Regions from separate parts of the Mus musculus genome. Here regions 1 and 3 are each linked to region 2. The links are chromatin contacts, called in public Hi-C maps. All regions are on one chromosome and are shown on one strand. The core of a region is the stretch at or near the end of the contact, and the rest is flanking DNA. Distances in the headings are between cores, read along the strand shown.

Region 1 (3,356 bases), core at 582-3,081, 210 kb after region 2:
CATATTTGCATCTCTTGATATCTGCGTGTGTATGCTGATGAAATCCTATATTTTGTTGATGACCAGTATTTAATATACACTTTTTAAAATCCCTGCATGGAAAAAATATTAATCCCCATACAAAATCAGGGGTGTAAATTTCTAAGTAATATCCTAAGGAAAGCATCATCCCTTCTGTTAATTAGGCATTCTTGTTTTTTAAAATGTTGAACATCTTAAAGCTAATATGTCAGGATATAATGTTACAGTGAGCAAAGCTACTAGGTCAGTAAGACAACTTAGCCGGGACATGATTTTAAAATAATACTTCCATTTATGTTACTATCCCAGAAGTGAATTTTATTTACAATGATTAAAATATCTCTTTATTAAATTTGATTCAAGTACTAGATAATATAAATATATTTACCATGTAAAATTACATCAATGTAATTTTATATGATAAATATTAAATCATTGTCTCATTTTTATTTTGATAAAATTTCTTGTAGGTGGTATCATTTCATGTTAGGCATTTTATGCTGCTTAATATTATAATTAATAATTCATATTTTTGTCTTTCCCTTCTCATTTCTGACAACTTTTATTTTTAATCGGTGGGCATGTGCCAAATTGGTTTGTTATTTATTTATAATGTAAAATGACAAGGGAATTGAGTATGTGGAATAGAGAAAGAGGTTGTCTTTTAAAAAATAAAACTTTCTCAGTAACGGGGATGTTTCTTGTTTATCCTTATGGACTTGAGTATTTGTGAGAGGTTAGAGCAGATGTCGTTGCCCTTGCATGACAAAACTGTGTTAACTACATTAAATAGAACTGCTATTTCTTTCAATTCATTTTAGCTTTGTGTAGACATCTGGACATATGCATAAAAAAGAAAAAAAAAACCCAAAATTTGTAAAAGATTCCCTGGTCTGATAGATCCTATAGTGCCAATTAAGTAAAAATTCTGACAAAACAGATCTATTTGTATTCTTTCCTAAGCTAAAACATGCAAATTTAGGAACAAACAGAAAAGTCCAAAGATACTGAAAAAATAAAATGTTCTGTCTGTGGTGCTTTATAGAATAGAACATTACGTAATCTCTTTAACTCTGCACATAACAAGGAACCACATATCCTAAAAGCTAGAGCACTGACTGACTGCCAGAAACTTCAGAGAGAGTTTCTAGAACATGGGCTAGCAAATCACTAGTGGGGCTCATTCTAAAGAGGACCCTCAGGCCCCGCTAGGAGCCACTGTCAACGGGGAGTCTGCACTGATGTGTCTGTCCTTCCAGGCTGCATACGCTCCTGGCACAATTAAGTTGAGTACTACACTTTTACAGAAAAACTTGTCTAGCCCACAAGAGCTTTCCATTGTCAAAAAAAAAAAAAAAAAAAAAAAATGCTTTCAACTCATCCTGTGTCAAACATTAGAGAATCCAAGGAATACAAATTTCATCAAATTACATACTTCTCTAAGTATCTCCCATTTCTTTTATTAGTTTAACTATCATGAACTATTACTGGGCCCTTAGACCAGACTCTGGTTAATTTAGATGCCAGCACTTGGAAGAAGAGAACTTAACATAACAAAAATGGCCCTCTATCTCATGAGAAACCTATTATTTACAGTTTAAAATTGTAATACAATATTGAACATTTCCAAAATGTTTCTGACTTTAATTACTTGGATAATTATTGAAATTCAGACTGTTGTAAACTGTCACTGAGTCAGATGTGGGAACTGGTGAAATCCCTGAGTGACAAGTCACTCGGTGTCAGTATGAGTCAGAACACAAGCATTCTGACACATCACTGTGCTTTTCAACCTCGAGCAGACCTCCCCCTCCCTGCCTCTGGGCACACACTCACTTTAAAGGCTCTGTATCCAGGAGGCATTTTATCATGGTTATGTATACAGTGCTCATCTTTCAAAACTGTACTGTGAAAAAAGCTAACTGTGCAATGTGAAAAATCTAAGATTAAACAACTGGTGTGGTTCAGCTAAGAATGGGAAGAGCGATGCTATTGGCCAGTCATCAGAAGCAGTCTTTATGATCTGGTTAGAGGTTGCTTGTTTGTTTTTAATTTATTATTGTGGGATTGTACAAATCCTTTCAAAGCAACATGCTACTCTAGATAGAAGAAAAGAAGAGCTGTGTATCCACGTGTAGACAACGCCATGACTACTACTTGGTATCTGTATTTCACCAATTAAATAAAACAAGAATAGGAAGTCATATCTTTAGTATAGCTTTTATAACATGTTCAGCATATGAAAGAAAATAGAAACTACAGTAATGAGCACAATGGTCTTGAGATGATAAGACTTTTAATAGAGCTTTACCTGGTCAGGGTATTCACAACATGCTCCCTATAGGTAGGACACAAACAAATGAATGCATGCGTACTTTAAACAGTCAAGAAAATGTGTGTTTCCATTTGCAGGGAAGAACATCACTGTGCTTGATAAGCACTTTAATTTTCATGATACAGCACTTCTGAATATGGACAGTGAGTGAGAATTCAGTTTTGCTGAATAGGTCAAGAAGTAGAAAGGTGAGCAGGATGAAGAACATTTGTGTGTGAAGATGCGTGTGACCTAAATTTAACAATATCATCATTCTATGCCCAGATATTTTTGTACAATAAGAATTTTTCCTCATATCTGGAATATACATACATACATACATACATACACACACACACACACACACACACACACACACACACATGTATAGTACATATATTATGACAACCTTTGAGAATTCCTCTAAATACCCCAAATGGACTTCTACAAATGCAGACTTCCACGATTCTATCTATTGGCATCTGAAGGAATGTTTCCATCAGTTCCTTCAGAACATAAGAACTGAGTTCTGTTTAGAATACAATTATTTACATAATCAGCAGTACTATTTTCTCTACTGTTTTGAATAAGATTATGGAAACATAAAGCATTAAATCTGTTCCTAGATAAAAATAATTTTTATCAAGCCCAAATGGTATCTAAAAGGTGAGGACAGGCTGAGATGGACTCCTTGGCTTCCTTCTGTCCAACAATTTCCTGTTTCCCTATTTCCTATGGTTACCACCATGAAACATGTGAAAAACTCAGTAGGGACTCTGTTTCAACTTTTCCTTTCAAAACAGAGTAAAAGCTCAATGGAAAAAAAATGTCCTTCCTATCTCCATGCCAGGCCCCATGTAAGATCCACAAACTTAAAAGCCAGGCAAATAGTATTTTATATGCCCAAAACTTAGTGACACGGTGCTATAAAATTCCCCAAATTTAGGCATGTGACTTGACTAGTACATACTGTGGTATGAGTCAAGGAAAATGGAACCATGTGTATTTTTTATTGCATACG
Region 2 (3,139 bases), core at 426-2,925:
CTAATTCACTAATTTGAATGTACATAATGTTCTGGGGCAGTGGTTTTCAGCATTTAGAGATGATGCAGGTTCTTAGGAGAATCCTTTTCCCCAAGCTCAAAACAAGTTTCAAGGAGCGGCTGGTTCCGGAGCAGCCCGCATGTATGACTCCCCTGGCCTGATTACGCGTGACTTGGGGGCTGAGGAGATGAGTAGAGAAAAGTCTCTTTGATTTGTCTTCAGAAAGTTTAAGCCAAACATAAGCTGAAGCCAGGAGTAAAGAAAATGTTAAAAATGGAAATGTAAAAAACTAAGTTGGTAAAGATGCGTGACTAGAGATACAAGCTCTTTTAAAGTACCCTAGACCTTTATAATACTTTCCTCATTCATTATTATTAGCATATGTTAATAATATAAAATAACGCGCTCTATTATAATTTGCCTATGATGTATATAATGTACTTAGATCATTATCCACCCCTTATAATTCCTTTTAAAGTTAGAACAATGGGTAGAGGAGTATGGAGTGGAGAAATGGTAGCAACAGAAAGAGTTCCTAGCTCTGAGGACCTGCTGTGGTTTCAGGCATCTGGTAAGGAAAGGTGTGTCTCGTTTGCACATATGTCACCCCAGGGATGTGTACGAAGCAAGCTACATGGGGTACACAGAGGCTCCGACACTAAGACATGGCAGTTTTCCTGAAGGGCTGGTTTTCTTTGTGTGTAAATAACTTAAACTATTCTTTATAGATGAATACATTCATTCCCCCATTAACTTTTTCTTGGATGTTTTAGAAGAAACTAAACAGATTCTCTTCTTGGCCTTGCATTTCTTCTAGTTCAGTAACACAAACAAGAATATACTGAAAAATGAAAAGAAAACAAGAATCCATGTGTATTTTCAGGGGTCAGACCTGAGACCTCCCTGAAATGTGAAATGTCCTGTCTGGGGCACACAGGCAGTGTCCCAGGAGGCATGCCGGACCATTCTAACTTGAGGACTGCCAGAGGGCAAGTGTGAGAGGCACTGTCAGAGTGAATCCCTGAGCCCACACTACAGGGGAAAAATACTGTTACCCTGAACTTACTAGAAGAAAGAGGAGATTTCAGGAATTAGGAAACTTACCCCAAATCACACAGCCACTAGCCTCTGAGTGAGTCCCTACCATTCCAAAGTCCACATACTTTAACCACTAAATTATACTACCTTTAGGTGTTTCCCACTTGAAGTTTCCCCTTGAAATCTGGGCTCATTCAGGATTATGCAGGCTGGTTTAGGCTTCACTTTGGAAGGAGATAGGTTTGGCTTGATTTGCATTCTAAATATTTCACAGCGGTAAGGGAAAGCTATTATTATACCCATTTTATGGTGAGGAAACTGAGCTGCCTGCCAGCTGAGGTATCTGGCTGGGTTAAAAACAGAAGCTTGCCTGTTTGTCTTTGCTCTGAACTAACTCAAGGTTCAGGCCACCTGACTGGCCAAGCCAGCTTTTCTGCATATGGATTAACACCGGTGACAAAGAGTGCCACAAACTTTGCTAAGAGGGAACAATAATAATTCAGTAAGGAAAAATAATTCAGTAAGGAAAAATAAAATAAGTCATCATAACTCGCAAGTTTGGTTACTCTGAGGACTGAATAGAAAAGGGAGTGCTTACTCATCACAGATGAATCAGAAAATGAGAGTGTGTCACAGCGCTGATGACAGAGCTGGGGAATTCAGACGATCTCCGTTCCAAGCTCCTCTTGCTTGCTTAGGACGGTAAAAGGTATGGCAGTCATGAAGGAGTGGCCTCTTAGGCAGGGCTTTAATCTTAAGTCTTTCTAGAATTTAGGTGGGTTTGTATCTCTGCTTCATAGGGGTAGGGACAACCTCTAAATGTTTGTGTAATGTTTCAATGTACATGTTTAAATATCTTTTAGTGTTGCAGAAATATAGTATTTAGTAATTGTATGTCGGAGTCTTCCCAAACACTCGGCTGATTTTTACTTTGACTTCCAGGATTTCCAAAGGCTGAGGAGCCCCTGGAATTCTAGACACACGTGCCTCTCGGAATGAGCGCCAGCTCCACAGACTCCTGGCAATTGATATTCCATCTTTGCGTTGGATGCAAGACTTTTTTTTTTTTTATGTGACAGATTCAAGAAGTTTTATACTAGACTTAATGGCATTACATGCACTCTGCATTTGTGAGTTTTTAATTCTCTACTTTTTTTTTAAAATCTAAACACTGGGAAAGGTTTGTGAGTCAAAGACAGGGCATGGGTGCAGAGGTATTCTTTGCAACACCACGCCGGGCCCTTTGCTCATGTGTTTTCATTTCTTTTGGTCGGTGGGAGAAAAACATAAAGGCCATGTCGTCACTCCTGTGTTGAAGTCAGCCTTATGGGACCATATTATTTGTGTCCATCTCAAGAAATAAAAGAATCATGAACGTTATGACATAACTGTGAACAACAGTTTCTTTAAACCTCAGATGATGGGATAAGGTAATCACCAATGGAGAGAGAAGATGCAGAAACTAAACTTCAGTAATTAGGCACAGCACAGCCTACGTACGAGCCTTTGCCAAGATACAATTAAACACCTGCCCCACCCCGTCCACATTTCCTGACTCTTCATGATGTTCACAGGATCAGAGAACAAAATATCAGAGAACAAATGAAGTGGGAGCAGCAGCTCTGGGAGCAGTAGCAGGGGCTGCATTTATAGTTAAGATGGGTTCTATTTTAATTATAATTTTTTTCTGCATGAATCTCATACATATATAGAAGGAAACATGACCACATCCACACCAGTTCCTTTCTCTTCCGCCCTCTCTAAAGCAGATTTTAGGAACATTCAATGATGTAATTCCATTTTTCCCTGTATATTTCTAATTTCTGAAGTAGTAGCTTTACAGCGTCTAAATGGATTGAGTGTCAGACCTTCTTCCCTATAGCAAATTGATTTGTGTGTGTGTGTGTGTGTGTGTGTGTGTGTGTGTGTGTGTATGTATGTGTGTGTGTCCTTAAAAGGTCTGACACTGTTATTATGTGGCCTATCAATTAAAGGCACACAATGTTGTTCTAGTCTACCATTAATGTCATTTGCTACAGAGATTGCTGCTATCACACAAATACTCCAAAACTTTTCAATATAGAAATGCAGAGAATAACAG
Region 3 (3,272 bases), core at 477-2,976, 220 kb after region 2:
GAGTTTCTGAAAGCGAATGCAGTTGACTGTGATTTAATTTCTGTGTACCTGCTGGATTTTCCATTTTTATTATTCCTACTCCTATTCCTATCATGTCGATATTTTATTCTTAAAGCACTTTACAATTATTAATTAGTTAATTTGGTCTAAATTACATTTATGCTTTTGTTTTAAATCCATGCTACTCATAGTTATTATAAGCCTAAAATGCTATTTCGCCAGCCAATTATTCTCATCTCAAAAACAGCTTGTTGTTGATGACAGCACCTTTTCTAAGTTTTCAAAGAACATTTAATACATGGCCAGTACATACACATTATTTCTGGATGCTTTTCACATAATCTAACTGCACTTATAAAAAAGTATATCTGTTTAATATCTACATTTTATACATGAGCCTTCAACTCCTTTTATATTTCCACGCCTTTCATTTAGTTTTGAAAAAGACATTAAAGTTGTTTCTTATATCTTACAATGACCTCAAAAGTGAGGAGTCTGAGCAACATTCCAGATGAAACACACACACACACACACACACACACACACACACACACACATTTTGGTTACTATAAGAGCTAGAAGCCTAACAACAACTTCCAAACGTTCGTGTTCCTGTAGAAATCTCAACACGGACTAACTATCTAGGTCCTAATGTAAAACAGTGTTTACTTTTAAAAATCCATGCAACAGTTTCCCCACATGTGTTTGGGACACTGTTAAGACGCATCATAATTAACAGTGTTGAAAATAACAACAGATCTTTAAATCCAGTCATCGTTTTATACATAGTCACAAATATCTGAGCAAAATGAAAACTATTTTTAGGACAAAACGTTAACTTTTTCTTTTGCTGATAAAGACAAATAACTTGAGAAAACACCCTTTCCTTTTCACGACTCTCACTTTCACAATAAATGCAGCACGGAAACTAAATTCTCAACTTAGAACTATGCTGAGCTGTATAAACAACTCAGCAGACTCACAGAAACACTCCCCATCCTCTGCTTGGTCTTTCACTTCCCAGGCATACACAATCACACTTACCTGCACAAGCCTCAAACATCAGTCTATGGGTGGTTTTTTGAAATGAACTCTGTACCGATGCATTTTTCTGTGTTTCTTTCTAACCCTCGGGAATGTTAAGAATTTAGGAAGAGAGCCACAGTTTAAGAGCGCAATTATTTGCCAGTAAATACTCAATTTGCTTGTCCTGTGATTTTTCTTCTAACTTGCATATTCAATAATCCGTCCCTGACTGCGTCACGAGCACAAAAAGTCTTTTCTCTAAAGGAGAACACTTTCGCCAATCAACCTTCAGCCATGCCAGGGCACAGCTCGTCAGGGTGATTTGTTAGCTTTAATTAATAATTCCTCATGCTGGCCATTTCACAAATAACACAGTCAGAAGGCGACGCAGGATGGCTGTACTTCAGGGCGATCAAAACACAGTGGAATGGGGGTGTAGAGGAGTGGGAGAAATTCACATCTACTCAGACTCTTTCAGATTACAGTATAGAGGCCATCGCAGCTGAATTACCACACTATGTCCACCAATTTGTATTCAGATGGAAGCCATATGTTCTTCCACTTTTATCTGCTAGGGCCTCCCAGTGCCAACACCATTACTGGACAGACAACATTTACAAAGGAGGTCTCTAGCCCCGGGATTGCACAAGTTTACTGCAGGTGAAGTTGAGAAATCAGACATATACAGTACTCAGTGAGTTTGTGTAACAGCCTGGAACACAGAAGTACAAGTCGCGAGTGTCAGATTTTCTCTTGCTAGGCTGGGTGATACTGGACATTTCTGTTAGCCTTTAACAAAATCCTCAGGCCTGGACCGACCTCAAAACAGTCAAGTAACAATGGAGCGTTTGTTCAGGTAGGGCACAGTTATTGACTTCTAAGCTATGCATCGCATATTTTATTAAGGCCTAAGAATTTTGGCTGAAAAACAAAACAAAACAAAACTCTGACTTTCCCAGCTTGCTGACACAATCCACACATCTTTTCAAAGCACATCAATAACAGTGCTTGAACAAGGCACCAAAGCAGGTAGCATGTAAAGAGAAGTGAGAATTAGGAACACTGTTCCATGTGGCTCCATCACGGCGTCACTCATGAACAGCACACGGGTAGCCCTGCTCTAAAACATACACACAGTGTAAACAAGGTCGGACAACACAAAACAAAACACTAAAACAGCCAATTGCTAACAAAAAAAAAAAAAACCATTTCAACAATAAGAAATATCCCTCAAAGCAACTAGACAAGTCAGAAGCATAGCACTATGTCCATAGTTAATTTCAAAAGGCTCACAAATCCTGGAGAAAAACAAAAACACAGAGGAGATTATAGTCATGCCCCTTATCTGATGTGTGTGAAGGCAAACTCATTAATTTGTTAGATACATATTTATTGACAATCTCTTCTGTATCAGAAACTGGATAATACCAGTACTGAGAGAATAAGGGACAGGCTTTGCCTTCAAGAAGCTTATAATTTAATCACTACAGCTTAAAAGAAAACATGCACCTCTAAACAGAAAACTGTCAATGTAGCACAAACATACAAGAAAGCATGAAACAGAGCTCTTAGACATGACACATTAACTGCATCTAAAGGTAGAATTGCAGTGTCAGTGGTAGGGAAGAACATTCTACAGGCAGGCAAACCTTTGAACTTTTTTAAAAAAAACTATTACTAGAATCAGATTAACAGTTCTAGGAACTGAGGGATTTAGTGAATAGTAATTTCAGATAAATGCTTTAGATAGTAAACAGCTCAGGATTTAAAAACAAATCTATTAAGGAACAAAGTCCTTCTCAAACCATGATGACTGCCATCATCAGGATGGTATATTGCAACAATATTGGTATATCCCCAACACAGGCACAAATAAGAGTGTGCACTGTCCTTCTCTCTATCAATGCATTCCTGTTATCTCAGGCAAGTAGAGGATGTAGGCACACATCCTGTTTTCCTACTCATTTGTCTTTTGTTCACCAAATGCATACATGCATACTCTGTTTGTATTGTGTCAGAAGATAAATCATATTTGCATGGCTATTATAAGAAGGGAAACTATGTATTTACTTAGTGGTCACAGATACATTCTAGTCAGAGATCACATGCTATGTATTACAAATGATTGCAAATGATAAGGGGGTGGGGTGGGGAACGGTCTATCCTAACGTGGCATCTAGAGCTTGTAAATCCTCTTGGAAACTGGATGACATTCTCAATTCTATTGAACATTGTTTTATATCATT

Evidence for each region. A called contact is a pair of places that touch in the nucleus more often than the background predicts.
Region 1: a Hi-C map of muscle stem cells shows a contact between it and region 2, with 2.6 times the contacts expected there. The contact joins two enhancer-like sites. A contact is called at or near these places in 3 of 484 Hi-C or Micro-C datasets (the HL-1 cell line, muscle stem cells and myocytes) and 1 of 115 datasets of contacts at active chromatin or transcription factors (fibro-adipogenic progenitors).
Region 3: a Hi-C map of ventricular fibroblasts shows a contact between it and region 2, with 3 times the contacts expected there. The contact joins two enhancer-like sites. A contact is called at or near these places in 4 of 484 Hi-C or Micro-C datasets (the HL-1 cell line, liver, muscle stem cells and 1 more) and 2 of 9 other capture datasets (adipose tissue and liver).

Annotation. Positions count from the first base shown.
Region 1 is chr16:43,251,711-43,255,066 of GRCm38.p6, reverse strand. All of the region lies in intron 3 of Zbtb20 (zinc finger and BTB domain containing 20), which reads right to left. Among named protein-coding and RNA genes, the nearest start is that of Gm9968, 110 kb to the left of the region's middle. Within about 2 kb of position 1,831, at least 63 of the 459 cell types and tissues checked have an H3K27ac peak or open chromatin away from gene starts, as enhancers often do. A contact at or near this core is called in fibro-adipogenic progenitors, muscle stem cells and myocytes, where this site is marked.
Region 2 is chr16:43,457,342-43,460,480 of GRCm38.p6, reverse strand. All of the region lies in intron 4 of Zbtb20 (zinc finger and BTB domain containing 20), which reads right to left. Among named protein-coding and RNA genes, the nearest start is that of Gm15713, 39 kb to the right of the region's middle. Within about 2 kb of position 1,675, at least 70 of the 459 cell types and tissues checked have an H3K27ac peak or open chromatin away from gene starts, as enhancers often do. A contact at or near this core is called in fibro-adipogenic progenitors, muscle stem cells and myocytes, where this site is marked.
Region 3 is chr16:43,233,850-43,237,121 of GRCm38.p6, reverse strand. The region is part of intron 3 of Zbtb20 (zinc finger and BTB domain containing 20); the gene reads right to left. Among named protein-coding and RNA genes, the nearest start is that of Gm25873, 110 kb to the right of the region's middle. Within about 2 kb of position 1,726, at least 65 of the 459 cell types and tissues checked have an H3K27ac peak or open chromatin away from gene starts, as enhancers often do. A contact at or near this core is called in muscle stem cells, where this site is marked.